Linked DNA regions of Mus musculus: all the other regions are linked to region 3. A link is a contact called in public promoter capture Hi-C data. All regions are on one chromosome and are shown on one strand. The core of a region is the stretch at or near the end of the contact, and the rest is flanking DNA. Distances in the headings are between cores, read along the strand shown. Region 1 holds the start of Fam20b (family with sequence similarity 20, member B). Region 2 holds the start of Acbd6 (acyl-Coenzyme A binding domain containing 6). Region 3 holds the start of Fam163a (family with sequence similarity 163, member A).

Region 1 (3,895 bases), core at 36-2,535, 510 kb after region 3:
CCTCACCCCCACCCCACACTGTTCTCCTGTGATAAGTATTTTCTAATGTGAACCCGCATCTTGTTTTCAGGTAACAGTTCTGGGACACAAAACCCAACATCTTCACAAACTTTAAGAAAGTTATTAATTTAATACAATAATTTTAAATTTGCCCTAAATTGATTTAGAGCCTATGCAAATAATTTAGCATCTTTAATGCCTGAACCTGTTTCTCAGGACGATAACATGCACAAGTGCTTTCAGCTTGCTCACCCGGCTTGCATAAATTCAGGGAATGGCAAGCACATTGAGCTCAATGTGAAATTACAACCCAAGCAATGTAGGCATGGTTAATTATTGACAATCTTGACTTTCCGGATTCTCGGTTGTATTATAAAGCCGTAGACCTCAATCGTGAAAAGATCGCATTATTTCTTTCTTCCAACGTGAGCTATCAAATCTCCGGAGGGAACCTGGCTGAGTAGAGATGACCCTCACACCTGGCCCTAGATCCAAGTGACAGTGTTAAACATATCCTTTTCCCAAATTGTAAACGCCTTACCCATCCTACTGGAGACATAAGTCTTTAAACGAAGTAATTGTATAAGGACCATCCACGCCCTGTTGTTCCCCCCCCCCTTTTCTTCGTTTTTATCAGGAGCCTGACAGATCACTGACTCCAGATTAAAAAGAATGTCTTATCAGACTCCACAATCAAGGACACAGCTTGACAACGTTCGCATTCATCTTCAAGGCAACGTCTGGGCTCGCTCTTAATCGCCGGGCCATCACACCCGGAAATGAAACCGCCAGCGCAGCCCACTCTGCACAGTCTCATCCTAAGTTGTGCCCCTTGGCGCTCTGAGCGCACGACCGCAGGACACCGCTGCCCTCTCCGGCCCAGGGCCTGCAGGTCACTCGCGCTCCCCGACCACCAAGCGGGCCCCGTAGGGGCTCAGCGAGAGCGCGCTCCTCGGCCACCAGGAGGGCGGCGTAGGGACCGAGCTAGAGCGCGCTGCCCGCCGGGCCGCCGACACCGGCTTCGTGTGACAGAAGGGCGACACCAGGGCCAGGAGCCTCTGGGGACCGTCCTTAGCAGCGAGCACCGGTCACCGCAAGGACTCCCGATCGCCCGCAGCCCCGCATCCGGCCCCTGAGGGAGGTGCCCCGCCCCCCGCCGCCCGCGCTTTCCCTCCCTCCCTCCCTCCTTCCCGTCGTTCCCGGGCGAGGGGTCGCGCGCCCTCTCCAACCGCGCCACTCACCTGGCGGGCCTCAGGCTCGCTCCATAGCCGCCCGCGCGGTGCGGTGAGGCGCGGCCCCGGCCGCCCCCGCCGCCTCCGGGGAGGGGCAGCCCCACGCCGCACTCACCGCCCCGGGCCGCCGCCGCCACCACTGCGGCTCCCGCCCACCGCCGGCCCGGCCATTCCCCGGTCGCCGCTCCCCGCGGAGCCGGCCGCTCCACACCCACCCCCGCCTCCGCGCTGCCTGGCTGTTGGTACGGTCCTAGCGGAACGCCCTCCCTGCAGCCAATCCCAGTGCGCACCCGGCGCAGCTCCGCCCCCGTTGCGGGTAGGCGGGACTACCGGGCAGCTCCGGACCGCCCCCTTTAACCCTTTCACCCTCATTCCTGCAGCGCTGGGCTCCGCAGACACCGTCGGCGGATTTCTCCAAGCCTGTTTACATAAACTAGCTTCTGGCTTCTCTCTTACCTTCACAATTTCTTTCCTGCAGTCATCTAGGTGAAGTCCTATTCTGAAGAGATAATTTCTTCTTTCTTTCGCTCTGCCTTGACTTCTCCTTGGAGATTCTGCCCCAAAGTGCCCTTCCCTGACCAAAAGAGGCCAGACTTCCCACCTTGGAAATCGCTCCAGCTTTGGCCCAGAGCAGAGCTCCCCTACTGTACCTTTTCAGTAGCTCTTAACAAAATCCTGTTTATTTTATTATAATAGCTTTTTTTTTTTTAATGTTTGTGCCTTGCAATGGACTGTAAGCCCTAAGAGGGCAAATCCAGCGCGACTTGGTTTCCAGTGCCCTGCACTCACCCACTAGGCTCCTGAAGAGTCAATGAGCTGCTCCTCCCCTTAACGTGTGTCCACTCCACACACAGTAGCTACTGTATAATGCATACGTTTATTCACCATATAGACAGCTTCCATGTAGTCTGTTTGACCCTAAAATATTATGGTGTACGTTCTACATTGGATATGATTTGTGCGGGGGGGGGGGGAGTTTGGGGACTAAGCAGGAATTTCTTTCAAGAGGGAAAGAAACGATCTCTCTCTCTCTCCCTCTCTCTCTCCCTCCCTCCCACCCCCCACTGTATGCCACTGGGCATGTCATGTAGTGCCTCTGAGTATAAGGCTCCTTGGGAAATGGAAGTTAAACACAGTACCTACTTGACAGGATTGTGGTGAGATTTAAATAGTAAATGTGTGGAGAAAATACAATTATTGTGTGAAGTTAGTTTAATGTGTGTGTGTGTGTGTGTAGCACTTTCGATCAGGACACCCAGAGAAACTATTGGACTTGACACCCTACCCCAGAAGACTTAGTGAGGGAAAGCAGCTTTAATCACTGCTGGAAGCACTCATCACTGCAAGGCGTACAAAGGGCAGCGTAGACAGCCCTGTGTCAGCTTTTACTGGATAGAGTTGAAAAGGGTTGAGGCCATTATCCGACAATGGAAAGCACAATTCTTGGGAAAATTGGCTGGATGGTGATGAGAGTCTGCCTTATTTCTTAACAGGCACATGGGTCTGCTTGCAGCCAGCTCTTCTGGGCCAGAAAACCATGAGGCAAAAGAGGAAGCCAACACTTTCTTTGAGACTGTGTGACTAACAGTGCTCCGTCTTCTCTGTCATTCCATTGACACTGAAGAAGGACCCTGCTCCTGTCATTGCTCATCCTGAAACCTGCCTTGGGGGAGATGACACCCATCTGTGTTGAAGGATTCTCAGAGAAAGAGGGTTTTTGGTCCATGGAGGCAATCCAGTCAGGTGCATATTACACAGGGCCTGACACTCCATGATGTCAGTTTTTGCCCCTCAGGCTCATGACATCACTTATAGTCAATATATTCTCAGTGTTGTAAGGGATGTGGTCATTTAAGTAAGGAGCATGAGTGATTAGGACACAGGACGTCCCTGCGAGGAGGACAGGACACCTAAATTATGCAACACAGATTCTGAGTCTGAGAAGAGTGTGGACTGGTATGAGGGAGGAAGGATGGGGGTGAGCAAAGTCTGGATGGGAATGAAGATTAACAATATGAACTCAAAGTTGTGCGGTGTTATGAGAAGTTATAACCGATATCCTGGGCAGATAACCCAGGGTAGGTGCGTTCACTCATTCATTTGACTGTCGAATGCATGTCAAGTGGCAGGCATCAGACTAAACTTCGACTGTTTGGAGATGAAGAGGGCCCCATCCCACAGAAGCTTGCCGGCTCAATGAGTTCCTTCTAGAAGTCAGAGTACTGGAAGGGTTGTATTACTGTCCCAAGTCATGGGATGTGCTGTGGTTTTAAGTATCAAGCTAATCTTCTCACGACCTTTCTCTCCTCTGCCCCCAAACTTCACTGTTCTTAAAGCCACAGACTGTGACTTTATGTAATGGAGCACCTTTTCCAGGAGCATGTGCGGCAGCTCATGGAATTGAATCCAGAGTAAGAGACTGGCTGTCCCCCCTCCCACGAAGAGCAGTGGGAACCGCCCTCATCAGGGGAACATTAGCAATGAGCCCAAGCATGGAACTCTACCAGAAGCTAGCCTGTGGCAGGAGCCTCCCTGCTTGGCATTTACAGCCCCAGCACACCTCTCTCATGCAAACCTTAAATTCCCCTCCACAAGGCTCACCAGCTTCGCTCTCCCTGCCAGTGAGAATCCTCCTTCACCCAGCCTTGGGAATGACTGCTGAA
Region 2 (3,759 bases), core at 199-2,698, 650 kb before region 3:
CAATAACCATTCTTTGTAGTTCTTTGTTATTAGCCTTATGTTTATTAGTGTTTTTATTAGTTTTAAGCTACTAGTGATAAATGACTACACATGAGTGTGTGTCTCTACCATATTTAGAACATACTAGCCACTGCTGATACCAAAATCACATCCCTCATTATCTTAGTTAGGGTTTCTATTGCTGTGAAGAGACATCATGACCACAACTCTTATTAAAGAAAGCATTTAATTGGGGCTGGCTTACAGTTTCAGCGGGTTAGTCCATTTTCATCATGGTGGAAGTATGGCAGCACGAAGGCAGACGTGGTGCTGGAGAGGCAGCTGAGAGGTGTACATCTCAGATCTACAGGGAGCAGGAAGAGTGAGCCACTGGGTTTGGGTTGAGCTTTTGAAAGCTCATTGACACACTTCCTCCAACAAGGCCCTATCTCCTAATCTTTCACAAGTAGTACCACTTCCCGATAACCACGCGTTCGAGTATATGAGCCTATTGGGGCCACTCTTACTCAAATCACCACACTCATCTTAAAGATAAATAATAGTTTATTCTGGAGTCACTTCGAGTGACTACAAATTTAGGTTACCCCAAATTCCAAGTTCCAATGTGGAAACAGTTTCATAGTTTTACAGAACAAAGAAAGTCATAAATCAAAGCAAACTAAAAATACATTGGCGGGTACACAGAGAAGCAGTAACACTGAGACGGGGAAAACTTTCCTACAGGCCCAAGAAGATAGTTGACGACATTCTTAGCTTTTGGGTTGGTGAAAGCTACTACTACTACTAGCACCACTACTAGTACTACTAGTAACAACACACACACACACACACACACACACACACACACACACACACACACACACACACACACAGTTGATGTGAGACACCCCAAAAACTGAGAGCAGTTTCTTCAAGCGACATTCCACATTGGGGTTCTCAAATTCCTGCAGGAGAGAGTACCAAAACGTGCTTTTCGTAAAAACTGATAGCAAATGTACACGGTCTGCGTGTAGACGTAATGAACTTTGTGTATGCATACACTTTTTCTTTTTGACAGTGTGCTGGACGTGGAAAGATCTGTTCCTTTCCGGCAGAGCTATAGAACTGGGTTTCACTTCAAGAAGCACAGGCACAACTGAGATGAGACGATGCAGGTTTGGGGGCCTGGTGAGGCACAACTGAGATGAGATGATGCAGGTTTGGGGGCCTGGTGATGCCTTCTCTCAAAGCGCTGGGAAATGAGGGGGCAGCAAGTTTGGAAAACAAAACACTGATGGGAGAGAGTCATCTAACCATTTAGACACACGGTGGGGCAGTGAAGGAAGGTTTCCATCTGTTGGTGACTCGCTATTTTAAGTCAGAGTGGGTGGTTAGGAAACGGCGGAACCTTTGTCCTCAGCTCTCTGTTTCCCGCGACTCTACTCTAGCAGCTACACTAATGGACCGCCTCCTTCCCTTTCCCCTGGGGGCCCTATCCGGGTGAGTTCCGGAGTTTGTGACTCCGAAGTCCCCCCCAAAACCACGAGCGACGTCCCCTGTCTGTCACCGAGGCCCGTATCTCCATCCCGCACCGCGGCCGCCGCAACCCACGCTAGCGGAGCAGGCGGGGCCCCGTATCCACCGGCGCGTGCCCGGGTGCGCGTCCGACCCGCCGAGCTCGCGCCCCGCTTCACCTCCCAGCTCCCGTCCCAGCCGCACGCGCCGCGCCGCCGGCTTCCCCTCATCTTCCAGCCGAGCGGCCTCCAGACCCCGCACCGTTGGAGCGACCCGGGCGAAGCCCGAGGGGAAACCGGGGGAGGACGGGGCGGTCCTGTGCGCCCGGGTAGGCGGAGTGGCAGAATCACCTGAGACCGCCAGACAGCTCACTGCGTTCCCACTCCCGCTCGAGCTCCGCACCCGGACCGGTGGATCAGGCCCGGGAACCCGCGCCACACCGGGGAGGACCGGCCACAGCGAGCTAGTGAACATGGCCACACCGTTCCTACCCTCGGGGGCCACCACAGGCGACAGCGGTGGGGAACTGAGCTCCGGGGACGACTCTGGTGATATGGAATCCTTCCAGACCCCCGAGGCCGAGGGGACCCGGAGTTTGGCCGAGCTGTTTGAGAAGGCTGCCGCACACGTCCAAGGCCTGGTTCAGGTAGCCAGCCGGGAGCAGCTCCTGTACCTGTATGCCAGGTTCAAGCAGGTAAAAGATGGGTGGATGAGAGGACGTGGGCTGTTTCCTCCAAAAACTTAGTAGCAGATTGCGTGGCTAATGGTCGAGCGTAATGAAGTTTGTATGTGTGTGTTTGTTGTTTTTGTTTTTTACCCTGGAGAATAGCATCATTCTGGACATGGAATAATCTCTCTGATATCCAACGAATATTTATGTAGCCGGGCACTGAATGACAATGTTTCAGTGGCCTTGCCTCTGAACCTTTACAAAATGAGGATGATAAAATAAAATTTGGCATTCGCTGTTGCCAGAAGGACATGTGATAGGAAACATGGTAATGTTAATAATAAGTTTGAAATTTAAGAGAACATTACTGTGTATAAGATGCTAACAATATTACTATTATGATTCTTAGGAACTCTAAATATAGTTGTTATGTTTTTGGCTGAATTTGGTCCTGCTAGATATAGTCCCTCCACATTTTTAAAATTAAGGGCTCCATGCAGGTAACATGGAGGTCTGGTGATGAACTAACTCTCCACTCAGCTTCCTGAATCACTTTCATTTCCAAATAGAAAACCCAGGGGAGTAGGCAGTTTAGAAAGTTACATGGATATATCAGAATTAAAGTGTAGTTTTTGTCTCTAAAACTGAATTTTACCCGATAAAGTAAGGACAGGTTTGAGTTATAAACATAAGACTAATTTATCTTTCAAGGTTAGGTACCAGAAGGAAAGACTATTGCCTTCCTTCAGTGGACAGATACAGTTCAGCAGAACACTGGGTGTTCTGTCTATAGAGAATGCAAAGATGAAAGAACATCATGACACTGCCTTTAAGAAGCTTACAGGATTAGTTAAGGAATCTAGATGCAAATGTGAAAAGAAAATCGATGATTAGGAAAATAGGAAAACCCCAGCTCTTTGGAACTTTGAAAGAAATGACGTTCTGGATAGTAGTCTCTTTTATTTTATTAGAATAAAAAAATGCTTATGGTATAGTTACATATATTTCTCCTGAACTCTTTTTTTTTTAAGGTAGTCATGAGAACCCTCCTGTATTTCTAATTATGTTTTTATTGAGTTTGTGTGTGTCAGTGTAGGTCAGAGGACAACTTGCAGGAGTTGGCTCTCTCCTTTAACCATGTGGGTCCTAGGGATTCAGCTAAGGTTGTCAGGCTTGGTAGCAAGCACGGTTGGCTACACACTGAACTGTCCTGTAGTCTTGAACTTGAGATTCTGGGTAGAGGACGTCTTCTTACAGGACTGATGGTTATTATGAGCACATGCTAGTAATGATGTGGACTGAGAGATATCCCTGTGCAAGGATTTTGTGTGATGCCAGGTATGCTGGCACATACCCTTCACCCCAGCGGCTTGGGGAAGCAAAGGCAGGTTATCTCCATGAGATCAAGACAGCAAGCTGCAGGCTAGATGGAGCAACATGGTAAGACTCTGTCTCGAAACAAACAAAAAGTTGTGTAATGGGAAGAACAGGTAAGCACTTCTGCTACATACCTGATTACATTGGTTATTTTAAGGAAATTGAGGAAAATCAGATAGAATTGAATTACAAAGTCCTTGGACTTCTTTGTTTTTTTA
Region 3 (4,208 bases), core at 367-2,866:
GTGCCTTTGTTCCTTCTTTCCTTTGGTTCACCTATGGCTGGAATGAAAAGAACAGGATTAAAACCTCTGTGACTTCCAAAACTTCTTTAGTAATGGAAAGGGGCTGTCTTTTCTCCGAAGACTGCAAAGCCCAGGGGCTCTTTAGTGAAGTATCTGTCACCCATCAATGTTTTCTCATACTTCCTCCTATTGTGTCTGGAATTGTCTCTCCTGGGACCGGCTCTGACACAGGCAGGATCCAGAGATCCCACGGCACACATCAATCCCTGCCAGTTACCGGGTTGCCTCCCTGGAACCCCTCAGCCTACTTGAAAGACCCCCAGTTCCTGTTCTCCTACAGTCAGGCCAGTAATGTGGTCCTGAACGAGGAGAGGGTCTGCTGTCCTCACAGAATGGAAAACCTAGAGAATGGGTCTGAATTGGTTACCTGCCACATCAAACCTGTTAAGAAGCACAAATGTCCAGGGCCCCACAGGTCCACGCAGAGAAAAGGAATGTCCTGGCGAGACCAAACACCAAAACAAACAAAAACAATGCCCTCCCCCACTCCCCAGTCACAATCAAAGGGGATGAATAGCCCTGGGAGCTGATAGTTCTTATGTTTCTTTCCGGCTTTTCTTCTTTGTCTTCTGGGTCTCAGAGCTCTGAGGACACCACCCTTCTAGGGAGTCTTGTAGAGCACCAACATTAGCAGTAAAGCTTGGGGTGACCAGGACCCAGCAGCAGACTCCAAGACTTTGTCCCTTGGTCCCTGGTCTCTATTTGGGTCAAGCCTTAATGCCACTAGCTGAAGCTTCCTTGCGACTGACACAGGGTCAGGGATGCAGATACAAGAGATGGTTCCGGGGGTCCAGAAGCAAGCAGGCAATGAACCTGGCAGGGAGCTGGACCTCTAAACAGCCAGGAACCTCCGGCTGCCCTGGACCCGGAGTCTCTGGCAAAGACAACTGTCCTCGAACTCCCTCCCGTTGTTGTGCCCACACATCCCGCCCCTTGAAGCACCTCTGCCCTCATTATTTCGTAAAACTTCAGGAAAATCTCTAGCAAGCCTGCTGGAACCTGGAGGCATCAACCGACGGCTGCCCATGAGCAGGGCAGCGCTCTCCAACCCCCCGCACCCACCCATTGCCTAGGAGATCGGGGTGGGGGGGACATCCAGTGTCGCTTGCCCTGCGAGTGGTCTCCTAGGGTCCCAGAGTGTCGCCAGCACCAAGGCTCAGCCTCCGCATCCCCATGAAAGAAGGCCGGAGCAGGGAAAGTGGTGAGGGGCTGATCGGTGAGGACCGGTGGAAGCGAGGGGCTCCAGGGGCCGGCAGCCCGCAGCCTCCCACCAGCGCCTCTAGGAGCTGCTGCGGGAGCCAGGACGCGGAGCCCGGTTAAGGCGGGTGCTCTGCGCAAGGCGGCGCCGGGGCGCGCTTACCTAGGTGTTCAGGCGCCCCCGACAGCGCTCTAGCGCCGGGCACATCCACGCACCGAGCCCAGAGATCCGTCTGCTGCTCCGCCGCGCCGCCTCACTCCCTCTGCGTAGGAAATTGCCTCCTGGGTCCCCGGGTCCGGGCTTCTCTCCGCCGTGGCTCTTGCCGTGGCTCCCACTCAGCGCTGCCCTGGACTCTGCGCGCCTTCCTCCCAGCGCCGGTGGCCCTGCCGGCCCACGTGAGGCTGCTCTGCCCGCCCCGGCTCTGAGAGCACTGGCTGGGTACCCAACCTTGAATCTCCTGGCTCCTCCAGGTGGCCGAGGATGGGGGCAGGTGATAGGAGCTAGAGGGTGTCCTGAGAGAATCCCCAACCCGCAAGGAGGATTGCTCTTAGTGGGGTGATGGGTCAGCTGGAGTGATGGTCCAGAAAAATCTCTCACTCAGGTTCGCAGCCTTTTAGCCCAAGAAACACAGAGCCCAGCAGTCGGGGCTCTCCAGGGATGACTCAGTAGTGGGGACTTAGGGAGCTGCAGACGGGGTCCAGAATGGAAAATCTCGAAAGAGAGTTTAGGCGCCAGAGTGCGTAGCTGTCCACTGAAGGGGGATCACCTCAACAGCTACCTTCAAGGCACATCTAGGCCAGGGAGTCTAGTGACAGCTGAGGTCCCTCGTGGAGGGGGCAGAGTTAGAGTATGTGCGTGTCAGATCTGTCAGGAAAGAGACAAGAGGAACGTTAGTGATGATAGGGATTTCTTTACTGATGTCTCCTTAATTTTTTTACATGTATGTATGTATGTATGTATGTATGTATGTATGTATGCATGCATGCATGCATGTATATGTAGATGTCCATACTATAGCCTTGCTGGAATCAGTTCTTTCCTTACACCCTGTGGGTCCCAGGGATTAAACTCAGGTGGTCAGACTTGGCAACAAGTGCTTTACAACTGAGAGGTGCCTGTGAACTGTACCCCAAACAGGAAAATTGTGCTGGTAGTCGTTGGAAGGTTTCCTTGGAGAACAGGACAGGAGGAGAGGGAAGGAAGTTAGCCTAGCCAAAGCTTCTCAGGCCAGAATTCCTTTCTCAGAATCCTACCCACTTCACAGGCTTGTTTCACAAACCCTGACGATTCAGAGGAAGGAGAAGCTGGGTCCTGCAGGATAAGCTCGGCTTTTTCCCCCACTACAGTCAGGATGTTTTCTTCTTCACATCCTGCATAGTCTGAGTGGTTCGAGGGAAAGACCGCAGATTTGAGAAACCAAAATGAAATTCCAAACACGAGACATGATAGGTCCCCAGTGTGATCCGATCAAGGAATAAGAAAGATGTCACCAGGGTAGACTACTCATCTCATTCCCCCTCCACCCCGCCCCTGCAGGGGAACTTCTGTAGTTCAGAACCTCATTACTTTCTCTTCACAGGTTTTAAATATGCAGCCCACATTTCCTCTGTGTACCACCTTTTCTCACCACAGTGGAATCTCACACCAGCACATCTTTCTCATCTCCTTTTTGAAGGCAAAAGAACACAGTATGAGAATCCTGCAATTTTATCACAGACCTTTAAACAGTAAAACAAGACAAGTATGTGCACAGGCTAATGGCTCATTAAAGTCAAACATCTATGTAATTACCATTCCAGTTAGTGCCAGAACCCAAAGTCACTCCACTACCTCTCCCACTTCCCAAGTCCCTGGTCCCACAGTAGCCACCATCCTAGCTGTATCACATCCTCGTGTGCCTTTAGAGTTTTGTCTATTTGTGACGCATCTGTGGATACCATCAGCACTTTGGCTTGCTTTAAAGCTTCCTCTACACAGAATAGCACAGCAAGCACTCCGTTTTTGTCTCTGTGCTTTTATTTGAACGTTTGTGGGAACTGCCTCTTTTGTCACATGTGGTTGTTTGCTCGTTTTTCATACTATTTAGTATCCCTTCATCACAATTCAGTTCTGTGTTTTTGACATTTGGGCTGTTTCTAGATGGTGTTACGGGAGATGGTGAACTGCTTAATGTAGATGCTGGGAATCGTACTCCTGTCCTTTGGAAAAGCAGTATGCACTCTCAGCTGCTGAGCTAGCTCTCTAGCCCTCACAGGTGGTTTTGAGAAACCATACAAAGAAGGTTAGGGATGTGGCTCAGTTGACAGAATATCTTCTTGGAATGTGCAAAGCTCTGGGTTCCTACCCCAACACAGTATAAACCACTATACCAGTGCATGGTATAACCCCCAGCATTCGAGGGGTAGAGAAGAGGGAACCAACCAAGAGTTCAAGGTCCTTTATTACATATTGAGTTTGAGGCCAACCTGGGCTATACAAACCCTATCTCCAAAGAATAGCACTACTAACAAATAACACACAAAATTTTTTTTAAGCATCCACACACCCTTCACCTGGTTTCCCATATTGCTAACATCTTGAGAATTATAGCTTCAAGATTTCAAGGTGAACACTGTCACCAACACAGTCAAGGTACAAAACATGTCTCAGCAACACAAGTCCCTCTTTTGTAGACAAACTTACTTCCCCTCTGAGCCTCTCCTCTCTCTAAGCTCTAGAAACCATTTACAATATTGGTTTTTGTGTCCAGAAATTGGGATTTTAGGAATCCTTTATTGGAGAAGCCACTTAGTCATCCTCTGGAGAGTCCTCCATACTGTCTCACATGTCAGCATTTTCTTTCTATTACTGAGCAGTACTCTACTACCCACGTATGCCTGCCATGACTTGCTAAGCTGGTCTCTCAGTGGAAGACATAGTTGCGGTTTGCGTTTGCATTTTGGGGAAACTA

Evidence for each region. Promoter capture Hi-C pulls out the DNA fragments that hold promoters and counts their contacts.
Region 1: a contact with region 3 is called in a promoter capture Hi-C map of embryonic stem cells, with 2.1 times the contacts expected there. The contact joins the promoter of Fam20b here to the promoter of Fam163a in region 3. A contact is called at or near these places in 2 of 39 promoter capture datasets (the HPC-7 cell line and embryonic stem cells).
Region 2: a promoter capture Hi-C map of embryonic stem cells shows a contact between it and region 3, with 4 times the contacts expected there. The contact joins the promoter of Acbd6 here to the promoter of Fam163a in region 3.

The regions. Positions count from the first base shown.
Region 1 is chr1:156,717,625-156,721,519 of GRCm38.p6, forward strand. It overlaps Fam20b (family with sequence similarity 20, member B), which reads right to left and starts at 1,286. Exons shown (of 8, transcript NM_145413.4): 1 at 1,242-1,286.
Region 2 is chr1:155,556,672-155,560,430 of GRCm38.p6, forward strand. Acbd6 (acyl-Coenzyme A binding domain containing 6) reads left to right here and starts at 1,449. Exons shown (of 8, transcript NM_028250.3): 1 at 1,449-2,188. The coding sequence starts at 1,967.
Region 3 is chr1:156,203,410-156,207,617 of GRCm38.p6, forward strand. Fam163a (family with sequence similarity 163, member A) reads right to left here and starts at 1,617. Exons shown (of 5, transcript NM_177838.3): 1 at 1,421-1,617.